Linked DNA regions of Canis lupus: region 2 is linked to region 1. A link is a contact called in public Hi-C data. All regions are on one chromosome and are shown on one strand. The core of a region is the stretch at or near the end of the contact, and the rest is flanking DNA. Distances in the headings are between cores, read along the strand shown.

Region 1 (7,842 bases), core at 1,805-4,304:
TGGGAAGCAAAATTACTTACATCATTAAAACTTCATCAAGTAATAATTTTATTATGGTTGTTAACATAAATAACTGCAGTAAATAAGTACAGGGTGATCGATTTGTTCTTGATAGCTCAAGGGAGTCATTATTTAGCCATTATTTAGCTCTGATACAGAAAATCAGGACAATATTTATTTGAATTGCAAACTGCATATCAACTATCCACTTGGGCGTGTTTTAATTTGTTTTAGGTTTAGCACATTCCATAACTGAGCTTTATAAGCAGGTCGGCTTCAAAAATAAGGTCTCGCATAACAGCTAAGTCTAAATGATGATGTGTCACCTGGCACGTCAAGTCTTTTTTTTCTGTTTCCCCTGCTTCCCCCTTCCTGACACCAGGGGAAAAAGAAAAACCCTGTTCTAATGAAACGTAAAATGAAATTCTGCTAAGATGTGAAAAAAGGAAAGAACTTGTGCATAAATACGGAGCACCCCCTCTTTCGAAGTCAGCAGGAAGTGTCTTCAGGCTGTTTGATCTGCTTCACCAGCACAGGACAAATTTTTCATTAGATTCATGTCCCCCCACATGCCTCTACTACTAACAGAATAAGATATAGCCTGCTAAGATAGATTACCATAATATAATGATTGAAGGGAAAATATATGGTGTAATACAGAGAGGTCTAAATACCTGTAAGTGGAAAAAAGCATAAATGACTGTTTTAATTAATTTCCTAATGTAAAACACAGCTGCAGTAATGTTGGCAAGTCTCACCCGCCTGTTTTAAATTTGTGACATGAAATCATGCCACTTAATTAAGTCTTAATGCACAAAAATATATTTTATTTACTTTTTATGGAATATCAGCATTTAAAGCTTTCTATTTATGTGTGTAAACGCTTTATAAATTACTTGAAATACCGAAAAAAAAAAAACCCTGACTACTACTAATCGGCAGTTACAACGTACCAGTTTTGGTTTCAATAATGAAATGCCTTTTTGGTGGACTCCTGCTGCTACGTGAACTAGCTCTAGGCTATTAAAATAATGAATCCGGACAGGGTCCTCCGATCTCATGCTTGGTAAAGACTCAGGGAAAAGGACTTTGCCCACAATTCCTAGTCTGTTTACCAGACTGCCACCAGGCTGACTGCAGGAACGTTATGAAGCCTCTGGGCTTCCCCTTCCCCCTTCCAGCAAGTATGGCTTTTTTTACTTTTTCCAAGCGAGGGCTAAGAAAACATGGTATTAGAGAGCCCTCTGCAGGCCAGAAGTTTTGAAGGCGCTTACCAGCCCGGATTTAGATTTGCAATAAAAGGGGAATGGTTGTCAAAACTTCATACATCAGATCTCATTGGAAAGATGTTTGCTATAACGGCAGGCAAGCAAAGACTCTTCCAAGAAACTCACTTACAAAAAATAACACTTTTGTTAATTCGAGCTGCCTTTTTTTTTTTTTTCGAGCTGCCTTTCATACAAAGTTTCTGTGCACTGCTGGGACCTCTTCCTAAAATGCACTGCAAAATATTAGTATTATTATTGTCGCAACAATAATTCTTAAGATTATCCATGAAGACCATGGGGCCCTGAATAGTTCACTTAAGAAAAAAATTTCTAGCATACCTGAGCTTTAAGGGTCAGGATACAAGGAAGAAGAAACTAGAAGTTAGTTATGTGGACAAACGTCATGATTCCCTCAGCCAAGTTTTCATTCTAGTGAATGAAGTATATGCCTACCAAAATCCAGTGAACCTCTCAAGTGTTTTAGGGAACTTAATGTAAATTTTTACAGGGCATATTATAAACTTTTCGGATAAAGCAAATATAAATCATTACTGAAAGAAACCCGTATGTAAAGATAAATATGAGGAAGTGTACTGAAGACAGAACAAAAAATAAGGCAAGCTCTCATTTTCATTTAGATGGTACCTTTCAAGCCACATTTTATGTTGGTTATAAAATATTCTTAAAGTCAGCAAAATAACCAACAACTTTTAATAGGAAATTTTTTCATAATATTTTCAAGTCAGCAAAAGTACTAACAACTTTTAATAGTGGGTGATTTTTTTTTTTCCAGAATAGTCAAGGGAGTATTAATTTAAAAGAGGAAGCATCTGACCACAATATTTCCTTTTACTGAGTTTAATCTGTGCCAGGTAACTCCTATAGTTCCTGGAGCACCCAGAGATACATGCTTTTAATAATTCTCAAAGGGGCTGGGGCGAGCTCCTCAAAGTTCCTCTCTCTGGCAGGAAAATGCATGGTTTACATTCGTCTGGAAGCCAGGATAAGTGGAATAAATGGGAAGTCATATGATGATGGAAAAGAACTTGATATTGTAGGTATTAAAACTTCCTTCCTCAGGACTTTGAATCAGTAAACACGATCTTTTTGAAAGACCTTCAGGGAGTCAAAAGGCGGCAGTGGTCTGGGGCAAGGACCAAGGCTACAATTGTTTGCAGTAAATCTGTAGATGAATCTCAGTGTTTCCCTGGGGACCCTGGGGACAGTCTAACCAGCCAACCGCACATTCTCTGGTGGCTTGGCTGCTTTTCCCAAGGACTTGAGTTCGGTGTTGGAGGGTTTTCTCATCTCCTCTTCTCCGGGGTGTAGACAAGACCAGCATGTTCTTAGGGTAATGTCAGCAGACGTTTTGGTTCCAGTAAAATGACTCTTCCAAATGAAAACCCCAAATTAAAACGCTGAGTTTCCAGCTCTGTGGAGTTCAGAAACAAGTGCTCTCAGCATGAACTGTCAACAGCCAAAGTTAAAATAGGGCAGCTGCTGGTTCCTGTGGAATCATCTCCACACACCCCATCCCAACCTCACAGAGTTGAATGTCAGACATTATTCCACCAGGCCTGGAATCCGCCGCCAGGCTCAGCCTCCTTCACTGGGGGGCTTATCTCCCACCGGGAGGCTGTAGCCGACTTGATGGAAGCGCACGCTTCTCAGCAGATGTTGGGCTGCCAGCAACGGGAGCGCGACTGGGCCTGGCGCCGCCAACATTTACAGTCATTCCTCCCACCCCTGCTCCCCACGGCCCCCCAAGCCCAGTCCCACCAGGGCCTGGCCTGCAGCAGGCTTGGCCCACGAGGAGTGGACAGGTGATGAGGATTAGGCCGAGCGTATTTGCATATCCTCAGCACAGGGAAGGAAATTCACACCACAGTGACATGATTTAGTGGCTGAACTTAAACCCCAGACAGCCCTAGCCCAATTTCTGAACACCAGGCGACTGAGGGAAGGAGATCTAAAATGCAACACATCTGGCAGGGATGGGCTAGTCCAGGGTTAATGGAAGAAACAGAAAGAAGTCAGCTAGTTCGGGTCCAAAGTGCTGTTTAAAATTTAGCCACAGAGTACGAGTGGGCTTTATTCTTGGATACAAGAAACGCCGCCTTCACCTCATTCCTATTGGATGGTGTGTGTCTGTGTGTGTGCTGTTCTGGGTCCTTATCACTATCTGTGCAGGTAGCACTTGCAAAGCCTGGCGAGGTCATTGGCCACATGGCCTGCCACTTGCCTGCAGCCAAGTTCAGAAACAGTCTGACAAGAAGGTATATCAGAAACTGAACATTTTCTGGAATTTTTTTTCACTATAGTAAGTAGGAGCATCAAGACATATCTTAAATCTCTCACAAAGTCGTGTGAATGAATAAAGAATGAATTAGCGCCCATGAAGTATATTTTCATCTTTCTAAACCTTGTTCTTTTTGGGAAGCCAGGAAAGGAGGAGTTTTTTTTAATGAGTATTTAGACAACTGTGTCATCCAATGGAAGGTGGCTAATATTTCAATTTGCTGTCGTGTTAAAGGACCTAGAAAAACAGATGCCATTAAAAATGTCTTCTTATTTTTATGAAGCCAATAGGGTACTGCGTGCATTCTCTGGGCAAATCTGCATAAGCTGCTTTAACTTGTTTTTTGCTAAGATGATGAGTTCAGCTCTAAGGAAGCACAAACCTAGAACTGCTTAGGACACAAAACACCACCACCACCCACCATAAACACAATACTTTACCAGTGTGGTATGCCTAACTATAAAGTAATCAGACTATTTTAAGACAAATGCCAGAGCACATATAAAAAGATAGGGCTCTCCTCTTTCATGCAGCCATCTTAAGCAGCCATATGCACTTATTGTACTATGCTGCCATTTCATTACTCAAAAAGGTTTAATTTTTTTATTTATTCATGAGAGAGAGAGAGAGAGAGAGAGAGAGAGAGAGGCACAGACACAGGCAGAGGGAGAAGCAGGTTCCATGCAGGGAGCCCAACGTGGGACTCGATCCCGGGTCTCTAGGATCACACCCTGGGCTGAAGGCGGTGCTAAACCACTGAGCCACTCGGGCTGCCCTCAAAAAGGTTTTAGACTTCCTTCTGAAAACAACTTTGGAAAATGCTTGGAATTCTGTGGAGTATCACTGAGGGTGGTAACTCTTTGTCACTGTGGAGCCAAAAGCCATTTATAATCAAGTTTGGAGAATAAGATGGGTGGATTCAGCCTCCCAAGGTCCCTAAAGAGTAAAATGCAAACCAGCACAACTCACCCAAAATAAGGTGTGGCAAAATAGGAGTCTAAACCTCTCCTGTGGGTTGAAGTTGCTTTGAAGGCCATGCCAAAAGAACAGCTGCAGACATGTTTCATGTTTCGAGCAATGGGAACTTCACAGAAATACACACCTGCAAACGTCTCCCAGTGTGACACCTTTAAAGGACAATATTCGTTTGGATGGGTCATTCTGGTGCATGTGTGTGGTAGAAAGTCAGCAAAATGCCCATCACAGGCATCCTTACAAATCACTGTAGACTTTCCTCTATCAAGGTCACCTAGATGCAGAGCGTCTTTCTTCTGGGCAGGCACTTGAATCTTTATAACTTAAATATGTGGGTTCACACACACACAGACATATAAAATGGAACTTAAGAGGAAAAAGTGGACTAGAAACTTTGGGAACCTCACCACAGCCAGACTAGAAAAATCCCCTGTGGTACATGGAACCACGTACTGGTGAGGAACTGAGCCATTCTGCATGTGATGAGTGCCCAAGGAGAAAGAGGTCACCCCCAAGGCAAGAAGAGTGTGGACAAGAGGGCGCAGGCTCAAGACAGAGAGGAAAGCTGGTCTGGAAACAGTGACTGTTTAGAAGCACCTCGGGATCCAGCGTCCTGGGTGTAGCACTTCGTTTTGGGGGGAACAGAGACTAACAGGATTACAAAATAGCTAGAGACCCCACATGAAGCTCTACCTTGTTGTGGGCCATGACTGGACCTGCAAGCTTGCCCTGACAGCAAAAGATTTGTCTTTGCAACGGACAGGACACACCTCCCGCAGCAGCATGGTCAAGAAAGACAGTGGGACAGACCTGCTGAGAGCCTTTCACTTTCCCCTCGGCATCCAAAGGGGAGGCTGACCCCTCTGCTCTGAACCACTGCTGGGTTCTTGGATAATCTGTATACGTGAAGAGAATCTCAGACTTTCACTAATACAGCATGTGGGTATACCCTACCAAGTAACTTGCGACACTGAGGTGTGTCACCATAACAGCACCCCCTCTTATTTTGTTGTCCTCTTTTATTCATTCCCTTATCCAAATTAGGCATTCCACAAATACTTGTCAATGTAGATGAAGATCTTATATAGATATTGTCTTATAGATGAAGAGCCTCACAACAAAGGGATACAGATGGGAAAAGTATCACAAAAGCCATTTTACAGACAAGGAAACCGAGGCACAGAGTGGCTAACAGGCAGTGTTTTTGGAGAAGTTCAAGAATCCCTATAGGCTCTTCCCAGTCTATCCCATGATGAAAACCAGAGATTCACCAGAGCCCAGGCTTAGTGGCAGGAGGCAACAAAGAAGAAGGTTTTCCCAAAGAGGGTACAAGTCCTACCAAGGGAACAGTAGCCTTGTTCTCTTCTTTAGGATATCAGGCCACACCCTGTGGGTTCTTGGGTAACAGGAGGTGTCCCTGGGAGATTCTCATTTTGTAATGGACATACTTCCCCCTTTCATCTCCATGGTGTTGCTGGGATCAGAGTTGAATGGATTTTTCTGTGAACTGATTCACATAACTCCCAAGGGCTCCCAGAAGTGGAGGAAGAGAAGAAGGGGAGTAACTAGCCATCTGACCCTGACAGCCCCTGCTCCCTCAATACTCAAAAGAGTAGGAATTGGTGATGAGTAGCTGGGGCTGCACCAGGAGGCCAGAGCTGCTTCCTGTCCTTCAGAGCTTCAGGTTCTCAGAGGCAGCAGCTGCAGCTTTCTCCTGCTCATCTGAGAATTCCTTGTGGAATCCCTACTCCCATGTTCTTCCCTGAATTTGTATTTATAGTATTTCCTATAGAAATGAACTACGAAGCTCTCACTATGATGAGGGTCCTTCAGAGACATGTTAAGTAGAGCATGGGCTCCAAAACCACTCTGCGGTGTTTTGAATCCCAGCATGACCATCTATTGTGTGACCATGGGCAAGTTACTCAATGTCTCTGTACCTAAGTATCTTTATTTGTAAAATGAGGGCAATAGTACCTTCCTCAGAGGATTGTTGTAAGCATTAGCTGATATAATAGATGTGAAGAGCTTAGAACAGTGTCTGGCACATGCACAGAACACACACACACATATCTCTGTCTGCTCAACAAATGTACTCCAGTGTTTTTAATATCATACTACCACATACTGCCTTTTCTAAGTATTGAAAATTTAATGCTTTTCTTGTTTCTTCCAGCTGTATGCCTGTCGAGGGCAGGGACCATGGGGTCTACTACCCAGTCATCAATCCATATTTCTTGTTGGAATAAGACTCTCACAAGAGTATCTGCATTTTAAAATAGAACTATGGAGAGAGGTTACAAAAAGGAATAATTCATAACGGTTGGTTTGGGAGCACTATTTGCGTAAGGGATCCTCAGCGCCCTTTAAATCATCCCAAATGCTAATTAGTATTCTACAAGACAGTCAGAACCAATTCTGGAAGTAAGAATTTCTTCCCTGGAATCAATGTTCAGGGACCCTACAATGAAGACTTCTCATGTTACAGGTTACTGATAAAGTGAAATAATAATTGAATCTACGAGGTCCATAGGCAACATGAGGTCGTATAACTTTGTGTCAGCATGTTTGTATATTATCTGAGTAGTTCATTTGTATTTATTGAATCATATATTTACTGAAAAGCAACACAGACTTGTACCAGATTGTGTCAAATGGTATGTGATTGCTATACTTAAAATGCTCAGGTTATTTTGAACAGAGGGATTTATTTTCTTCTTGTAGCTTTTGGAAGTCTGGACCTATCTGGTTTCAGTTAGGCAACAGTCTTTGGCCAGCATTTTCTGGTACATTTGAAACTGTTGAACAATGAAAAGTAAAAACATGTAATTGCCAGCACAGCTTAAGCCTAATGCAGATATAAACACAGTTAAGAGCACTTTATTTAGGTTCTGCTTTATTATTCTTAACTTTCATAGTAATTTTCAATCACAATGCATTAACAAATTTTTATTAGGTTTCCCAATGGAAAGCCAGTTGCAGGCAAGGCCTTTTTATGACTCTCACGAAAGAACTTTGTAGTTGATTTTAGATTTACCCTCTAACACAGAAGAAAACAATTGTTAAAATCTTGTTTTTGTGAACTTTTAATTTAGTATGCTCTAAAGTACACTGATTCTTTCCTTTACTCTTCGCTAATGCCCTCCCCAGTATTGTGCAACTAACTTCCTTAACCATCTTTGAGTTACAGCCTTTTAAACAGAGCACAGGGCAGTCAGCAACAGGAGGGCAGGGACAGTGTTTACCTAAAGGCTCTAAATCTAAAAGCATGGGCAAGGGTGGGGAGTGTTCAAGACTTGA
Region 2 (7,842 bases), core at 3,183-5,682, 75 kb after region 1:
CTTTTCTGCCCCCCAACAAAGAACTGCCTGGCCTAAAATGTCTATAGTGCCAACATTGAGAAACCCTGCTTCAGAGCTACATGAATGAGAAATGGAGCTGTTGCTCCTGGATTGCCTGTAGATGATAATTTTTGTTATTTTCTATTTTCTGAATCAGGAGGCCCAAAGGCTGTGAGGAAGGTGCAAAAGGATGCAAGAGGTTGTTTCCACTTAGAGAAGAGCTTTTTCTTTATGGAAACAGAGAAATGGAATTTGTTTCAAGAAAGACATACTGAATTCTTGCCATATGCTAGTTGCTCAAGGGAAATTCTAAGTCAGTAGATCCACAACTGAGCAAGAAAAATGACACCATTCACCGTTAATAATAATCTAACGATGGACTGTGGTGTAACGATGCCAATATAGAGAATCCTACTAACTGCCGTAAAAACAAAACAGGATTCTTAGAGAATCAGACACTTCTCGAAAGCAAATTTTACATGAGCTTTGAACTAAATCTCCAGTTGGAAAAGAAGGAAAATGGTCAGTTGGAATAGAAAAGAGTTTGAGCACATGAGCAGAAACAGAGACCAGCAAGATGTCCAGGGTGGCTGGAACTCTGCAAGACGAGTCTTGCAGTTCAGAGGGCCCACATCTTGGAGGGTTTGAAATGCTCAGGAGCATTCAGACTTACTTCCATAGACAGTGGAGAGGGGCTGAAGATGTAAACCAACAGGTCTGTGTTTTAGAAAAATAACCAGTGGTGGGATGGAGAATGGGGGAGAAAGTAGAAGACAGAAATAGAAGATCTGAGGAAAGGAGAAATGAAGAGACATAATTTTGCTTATGTTATAGAGCTGAGTGCCTCATTATCAAAAGTAAGAAGTATCTAGAAAGTGAAAAGGGTTTGACAGCCAAGAAAGGGAGGTCTGCTTCTGAGGTGTAGAGAGACATTTTGCAGAACCAAGAAAGCCTGGATCTCAAAGCAGGGAGAGATAAAGGACCCATGATACACATGGAAACGGAGTGTTGAAGATGCCATCACACAGCCACACATTCCAGCAGGCCCCCGAACCAGAGCAAGTACTCAAAACAATGATATATAGTAAAAACCCAAGTCTGATTAAAAACTTGGTTATCCTGTCACTCAGCCAAGTAGTAAGCACAAGGGATAAAGAGATCCTACCCAGTATGTAGAAAAGGCAGAGGCTGGACTGCACTAGAAACTGAGTAGTTGGTAAGTATCACAGGAAAAACTAGCAGGGGTAGGGGGTACAGAGTCACAAACGGCCTAGAGTCCAGTGATTTACACGACCTGGTACCCGAGTCTCTGAGGCTCACTCTTGCAGTTACCCTGTCATTGGAAGCCCTGTTCCCACTTCCTGGTGTTGCTTAGGATTTATAATGCGATCCCACACAAGTCAAGCTGCCTCAGTTCAATACTAGCTATACAACCTCTTTAAGTCTTCATTTTCTTCATCTGTAAAACACAAAGATATGGGGCACCCGGGTGGCTCAGTCGGTTAAGCACCTGACTCTTGGTTTTGGCTCAGGTCGTGATCTCCACGTGGTGAGATGAAGCCCCACATCCAGCTCCACACTGGGTAGGGAGTCTGCTTGAGATGGTCTCTCTCCCTCTGCCCTTCCTCCAGCTCATGCTTCTAATAAATACATATTTTTAAAAAAATGTTGATAAAGATAGTACTTTTGCCCCGGGGCTGAAATGAGGGATTAAATGAGCAGTGTTCGATGTAGCTACTACTCAATTCTTCAGCCTGTGAAGTGTTTTGCAATTAAATTCCGCACTGTCCTGGATTATCTCCATTTTATAGTCAGAGGCAGAATGATGCAGAGAAAACCTAAGAACTCATCATTCACACAGTGTGGCAGAAACTGCTGGCTGCCATCCAACAGCCATTTTCTGTTCTTCCTCCAGGGACCGGGCACCTCGCTGTCTGGTAGAAGTCTACGTATCCCCCTCGTGCCAGGTGCAGCCATGTGGCCAAGTCCTGGCCAGCAGGATGTAAGCTTTCTGGGAAGCCTCCTTAAAAGCATGCACCTTTCTTTGGGGTCATTTTCCTTCCTGCAGGCTGGAAGAATAACTGGAGCTCCTGCATCTACTTTGGAATTGAGATAATCTTAGGAATGGAAATCATACATGGCGGGGCAACACAATAAGAATCTGGATCCCTGATCCTGTGAAGCCCCATACCACTCCTGCACCGACATCCTCCAGAGGTCTGGAAAGTGAGAGAAATAAACTCTTCCACTTAAGCCATTTATGTTTAAGGGTTTTAGTGAGTCATGTGCTGCCAAACTAAATCAACCAGAACACAAAGTAACTGGAATGCCAGTTTGTTTTGTTGGACCTGAAGTCCTAATCTGAAACTTTAAATATTTTGTCTTGCCTTTTTTTGGATCTAAAAAAAAAAAAAAAAAAGAAAAAAAACACCTCTAAGAATTTATCAAACCCCATGGAAAGAAAATGAGAGTAAAATCATACCTGCATCAACACAACATCTGTGGCTCCTTCTTAAAATAGGATAAAGAATGGGGGAAAGAGGAGGAGGAAACCATCATGTCAAATTATAGCTCCTTTGGTGGCTTTAGGACTTCCTCCAGAATTGGTTATTAGTGGGCAATAATGAAGCAAATTGCACATGCATATTACTTCTGAGTTATGAACAATGCAACCACCAGTAACCTTTGAAGCTGTCAGGATCTTTTCAGGCAAGCAATTAAAGTGAAAAATGAGAGTGTGCACAACTCCCATCACCCAATACTACTTGTAATAACACCACCTACAAACACTGACACAAGAGTGGGGCTCACTCTGAATATTTATTAATGCCGATCTGTTCCCATTTGTTCCTTTTTTTCCCCCTGTAACCCATTCCACCCCCACCTGCCAAAACTTTTCTTCTTTAAAGGGCAGTTCTGACACCATGAATTGCATTCACCTGAAGCCTAGATCTACTGTGACATCTCTCCCATCTGCACCTGAAGAAATTTCCTTCCTTCTCCCTTGACCAAATTATAAATTTAGGACAAGCTTAGATACTATAGGAGAAAAAGTTGATAAAGAAGAGACCCAATTAAGAGACCAAGATTAAAGTAATAACTGATATTTACAGAAGGCCAAATATATGGCAAGTGTTTGGTGCTAGGCACTGAAGACCTCTCCCTTCCCCAAAAAAGGTCCCAGTTGTGAAGGAGACCAGACTTTAGAGGACTTGACTTACATTGATCTGTAATAAAAATGATCTAGTATTAAAAAATACCTGCTTTTCTGCTAAGCATAGGAATCACACACTGCTTACATAGGTTTTGTGATTTAAGTACTTTTAAGGGCTCTAGAGAAATGACAGGAATAAATGCAGAAGTGAGCCAGTTAGGAAAAAGTCTTTCCAAGCTGAGAAAAAAAATCCCCATCCTGGTGTTCTGACACCTGCTGCCTATGCATCCTATAAGCAGGTTTGGTATCATCTGTTTCATTTCTATAACACCAATTACCTAGAAATAAATGGTTCTCCACCAGAACTGCATGTTAGTAGGACCTGGGGAGCTTAAAAAAAAAATTCAGATGCCCACGACCCATCTCCAAAATTCTAACATGTCACCAGGATTGACAATTATTAATAGGACTTGAGAAGGCTTAGAAACCAGGAAAGGGATCGAGAATTAACTGGTTGGGAAAGTCATTAAACCAAACAGTTTGTATTTTTTCCAAGTTAAAAAGGCAATTGTGAAACTGGCAATGAAATATTGAAAGTGACTTAAAGGTTTTAAAAATAAATCCAACATCCAGTAAAACCTTTTAAATTCAGACTTCACTTGGAGTTCTGTTCTCCCCTCTTTTACTTTCTGTACAGAAAGTGTTAAGCTTGATAATTATAGGAACGGGTTAAGGTCTTCAAGTTTTTTAAAAGCCAAATCACAACCAACCAGTTATCAATGATCCTTAAGTCGTGAGTGATTTTCATCTATGCATGAGAACATTCTGATAAGACCTCTGACCAGGAACTTTTTTTTTGGTCACTGATTTTCTTCCCAGTGTGGTCTTAAAATTAATAAGACTACATCACTTGAACTATTCTGTGGCTCAGATTTTCCCATAATTCAGATTGGCCTGAACCAGTGTGGTTTTCCTGTGCTGTTATTATTCACCTCAGTTACAAACCAGGTCACAACCAAGCATATTAGTTTTGCATTTTTGGAAGCCAGTTAAGTCAAGGATTTGGCAAAAAGAATCATCGCCATTACTTCTCATCTCCCAGAGAAGCCAAATCAGTGCTTATAAAAAATTTTTTTTGAAAAGCTGAAAGTCTAGACCTAGTGACCTGATTGTTCTGCCCAAAGGTCACCAAACAGAACACGCATATCGGTTACAGCGGTGCGTGGCTCAAGGTCAGATCTGTAGAGCTCTGCCTGGCTGGCTATAGGATCACGTACACCACGGTCTCCTTGCCCAGGCTTAGCCAGGAGCTTGGTGTGCAGGCTCACGGGCCACAGGGGTGATGGGGTTGTTGGGTATTCACCCTCCCCCCCGCCATTCTGTGAAGGCTCTGCCTTCATTCTACTTGCTAATGAGTAGGGGTGCGTGCTGGGCTGTAACTCAGATCCCTCTTGTGTAAATCTGGGCTCCTGGGAGGGCCCTGGCAGATGGCTCTTGGCATCCCTAGCTTTTGTGGAAGGACTTCTGGGAACCAACTGTGGACTTGACATTGCCTTTTTTTTTTTTTTTAAATAAGGCTTACTTCCTTTAGGCGAGGCAACATAATATGGTAGCTACAGGCGCAGTTCACTGCTGACTGCAATTTGAGCAATTTTCTCAGCCCATCTCAGTTTTCTGATAGGGAAGACAGTGACTCATAGTTCCTACACATTATGAGGTTATTATAAGGATTATATGAGATAAGCCATATATATCCCAGAGCACAGTGGCTGGTACATGCTAAGTACTTAATAAATCATAGCAATTACTATTATTCTCTTAGGCAGTCATGTCTGAAAGCACTGAGTGTTTACATTGTGGACAAATTTGTGAACAATTGCTTTTAAGTGGCAGTAACAACTGATCATAAAGGTATCATTGCCACTTACCATATTCCTACTATGCATCAGTATGGAATGGGCAATCCTCAGGAGAACCCTACAAAGAAAGTATCTCCCCCATCTCTTTCCCAAAGGAAAATATCAGGCTCAGAAAACATCCAGGCCACACGGCTAGGGGATGAGGCCTTAGATCCAGGTCTGAATTCCTAGTGCCTGCCACTAACCCTAACCACCACTTAGTCCCAGCATGCTATTAATGTCAATGCACTCAAAGTAAATCACTAAGTGGCTCTCCCTCTCTTCCCTTACTATTAAAAAAAAAAAAAAAAGAAAGAAAGAAAGAAAAGAAAAAACACTTCATCGATAGAAGCACTGGCATGCTTTGGAAACACTGGAATGAGACTAGGACAAATTCTGATGGAAACTGGAACCGTGGGCAGCCCGGGTGGCTCAGCGGTTTAGCACCGCCTTCAGCCCAGGGCCTGATCCTGGAGACCTGGGATTGAGTCCCACATCGGTCTTCCTACATGGAGCCTGCTTCTCCCTCTCCTTGTGTCTCTGCCTCTCTCTCTCTCTCTCTCTCTCTGTGTCTCTCATGAATGAATAAAATCTTAAAAAAAAAAAAAAGAAATGAGAACTGTGATACAGGATTAACTGTGATTACTACACCTGCATCTCCTATTCAGTTACTCCTTTGGGTGCCGGACCTTAACACAGATTTAGAACTTAATCTTTAGAAGGTACAGAGTCTAGTCTTAATTTATTTCTAACCTACAGCTTTTAGCAAGTTCTTTTACCTGTGAAATGGAGAGGATAGCCATCAGCCTCACAGGATGGAGAGGAGAATCCTGCACTGAACTAAACTCCAAGGGCTCTGCTTCCAGTGGCCAACTTAAGGTGGTCTCGGAGTTAATAACTCCATGCAGCCATGTATTTACTTGTTTGTGCCTCTAGCACATACTTCGTAGAGAAGGCTTAAACTATACATTAAAACAATGACCAGAGTTATTTGTATAAAGAACTTAGATTTCGTTTTCCTGTGCCAACCCTGGAGCTCTGAGAGCGAGTGTGCGTATGCACCTGTGTTAATTTCTCCTGGGAGAGTCGGGAAGTTCTCCAATTATTTTTCCAAAGAGCTACAGGTCTTTTCAAGTAGAGATAGAACTTTCTGGCTAGCTTTCAGCCGAGTTTATTAAAAGCCATTGTGATTAACTAATAAGAGTGTGGTCAATTAACTTGCTCTACAGACAAAAGGAAAGCCTTTCAATTCATAAACTAAGACACATTCAAGTGATTTTATCACACATTCAAACCAAATGCAAAACTTTCTAATGCTTAAGGAAAATAGATGCTATCAAAGGGACTGCAAGACATTGGATTCCTCAGAGAGGCTCAGGAGACTTTTGGGATTTGGTAAACATTACTATCAGCTGAGCTTCAGAAAAATGGAAGGCAAAGACTGATGGATTTTCTCGGCTTATATGAGATGAAGTTTAATACTCTAGACATGGACTCAATATCATAAAGATATTTAAAAAGGAATGTCAAGATAACATACTTTTTAAATATGTATGTTAGTTGCTGAACATCTACAGCCACACTGCCTGCTTGACCTTCTCTCCTCCCTTGTTCTACCTCCACTCTAGCCAACAATCTAGCTCAGTGTTTTTTCAACATTTGCACCACAAAACAAAGTAGCATATATATTTTAAATTATAACCAGTATACCTCCTGCACAGAAATATACAAAAGTTTCACAAAACAGCACTCAACCTCACCACATGCAATGCACTCTGATAATATTTCTTTAAAAATGTTGGGAAAGGGGCAGCCTGGGTGGCTCAGCGCCGCCTTTGGCCCAGGGCGTGATCCTGGAGACCCAGGATTGAGTCCCACGTTGTCAGGCTCCCTGCGTGGAGCCTGCTTCTCCCTCTGCCTCTCTCTTTTTCTCTCTCTCTCTCTCTCTCATAAATAAAATCTTTTTAAAAAGTTGGGAAAACCCATTAAATTGATTTTATGACCCACTGATGAGTCCCAAATGGTGATTTTTAAAAATGTGAATCTTGCTAAATAACAAATCAATAAATCAATGTATTAAGTCCACCCGCACAAATGGCTCTTTAGGGCAGCCCTGGTGGCCCAGCGGTTTGGCGCCACCTTCGGCCTGGGGTGTGATCCTGGGGACCCGGGATTGAGTCCCGCATCAGGCTCCCTGCATGGAGCCTGCTTCTCTCCCTCTCCCTCTGCCTGTGTCTCTGCCTCTCTCTCTCTCTGGGTCATGAATAAATAAATAAAAGCTTAAAAAATTAAAAAAACAAATGGCTCTTTATTGCTTATAGGATAAAAGACTTAGGTAAAATGTATAGAAGATTGTTTACAATTTGGCTCTAAACTCATCTTCCTTAGCTCTTTTCAAGCTCTCTACCTTCTAACAACCCCCACCTCCTTCCCAGCCTCTGTATACACCTGGTTCATGCTTTACAGCTGCTGTTCTGATGATCTGTTTCCCTCTCTAGATCCACTGCCTGCCCTTCTCCGTCCCTACCTCCCGTTCTGTGTCCCGAGCTGGTTCACCCAGACACTCCGCCCTCTGTTCAGCCTCACCAGCAGGAAGCACCCTTACGAGATTAGGAAGTTGGGAGGAGAGAGAAGTATTCTGCTGAGAAGACTTTGTCACATTGGCCCCCTCCCCTACTAGAAACCCCTTCTCTTTCCCACTTTTGTTGTCATCCTCAGATCTATCCTTCAAAGGCCACTACCAAGGCTACTTCCCCTTGAAAGTGCTCTGGGAATCTGCTTGGTAGCATT

Evidence for each region. Hi-C and Micro-C count contacts between places; a contact is called where the count stands out from the background.
Region 2: a contact with region 1 is called in a Hi-C map of amygdala, with 5 times the contacts expected there. The contact joins two enhancer-like sites. A contact is called at or near these places in 4 of 9 Hi-C or Micro-C datasets (amygdala, blood, liver and 1 more).

What each region holds. Positions count from the first base shown.
Region 1 is chr14:41,114,592-41,122,433 of UU_Cfam_GSD_1.0, forward strand. All of the region lies in intron 2 of JAZF1 (juxtaposed with another zinc finger protein 1), which reads right to left. Among named protein-coding and RNA genes, the nearest start is that of TAX1BP1, 180 kb to the left of the region's middle. Within about 2 kb of position 3,055, at least 3 of the 20 cell types and tissues checked have an H3K27ac peak or open chromatin away from gene starts, as enhancers often do.
Region 2 is chr14:41,188,364-41,196,205 of UU_Cfam_GSD_1.0, forward strand. All of the region lies in intron 1 of JAZF1 (juxtaposed with another zinc finger protein 1), which reads right to left. Among named protein-coding and RNA genes, the nearest start is that of JAZF1, 180 kb to the right of the region's middle. Within about 2 kb of position 4,433, at least 2 of the 20 cell types and tissues checked have an H3K27ac peak or open chromatin away from gene starts, as enhancers often do.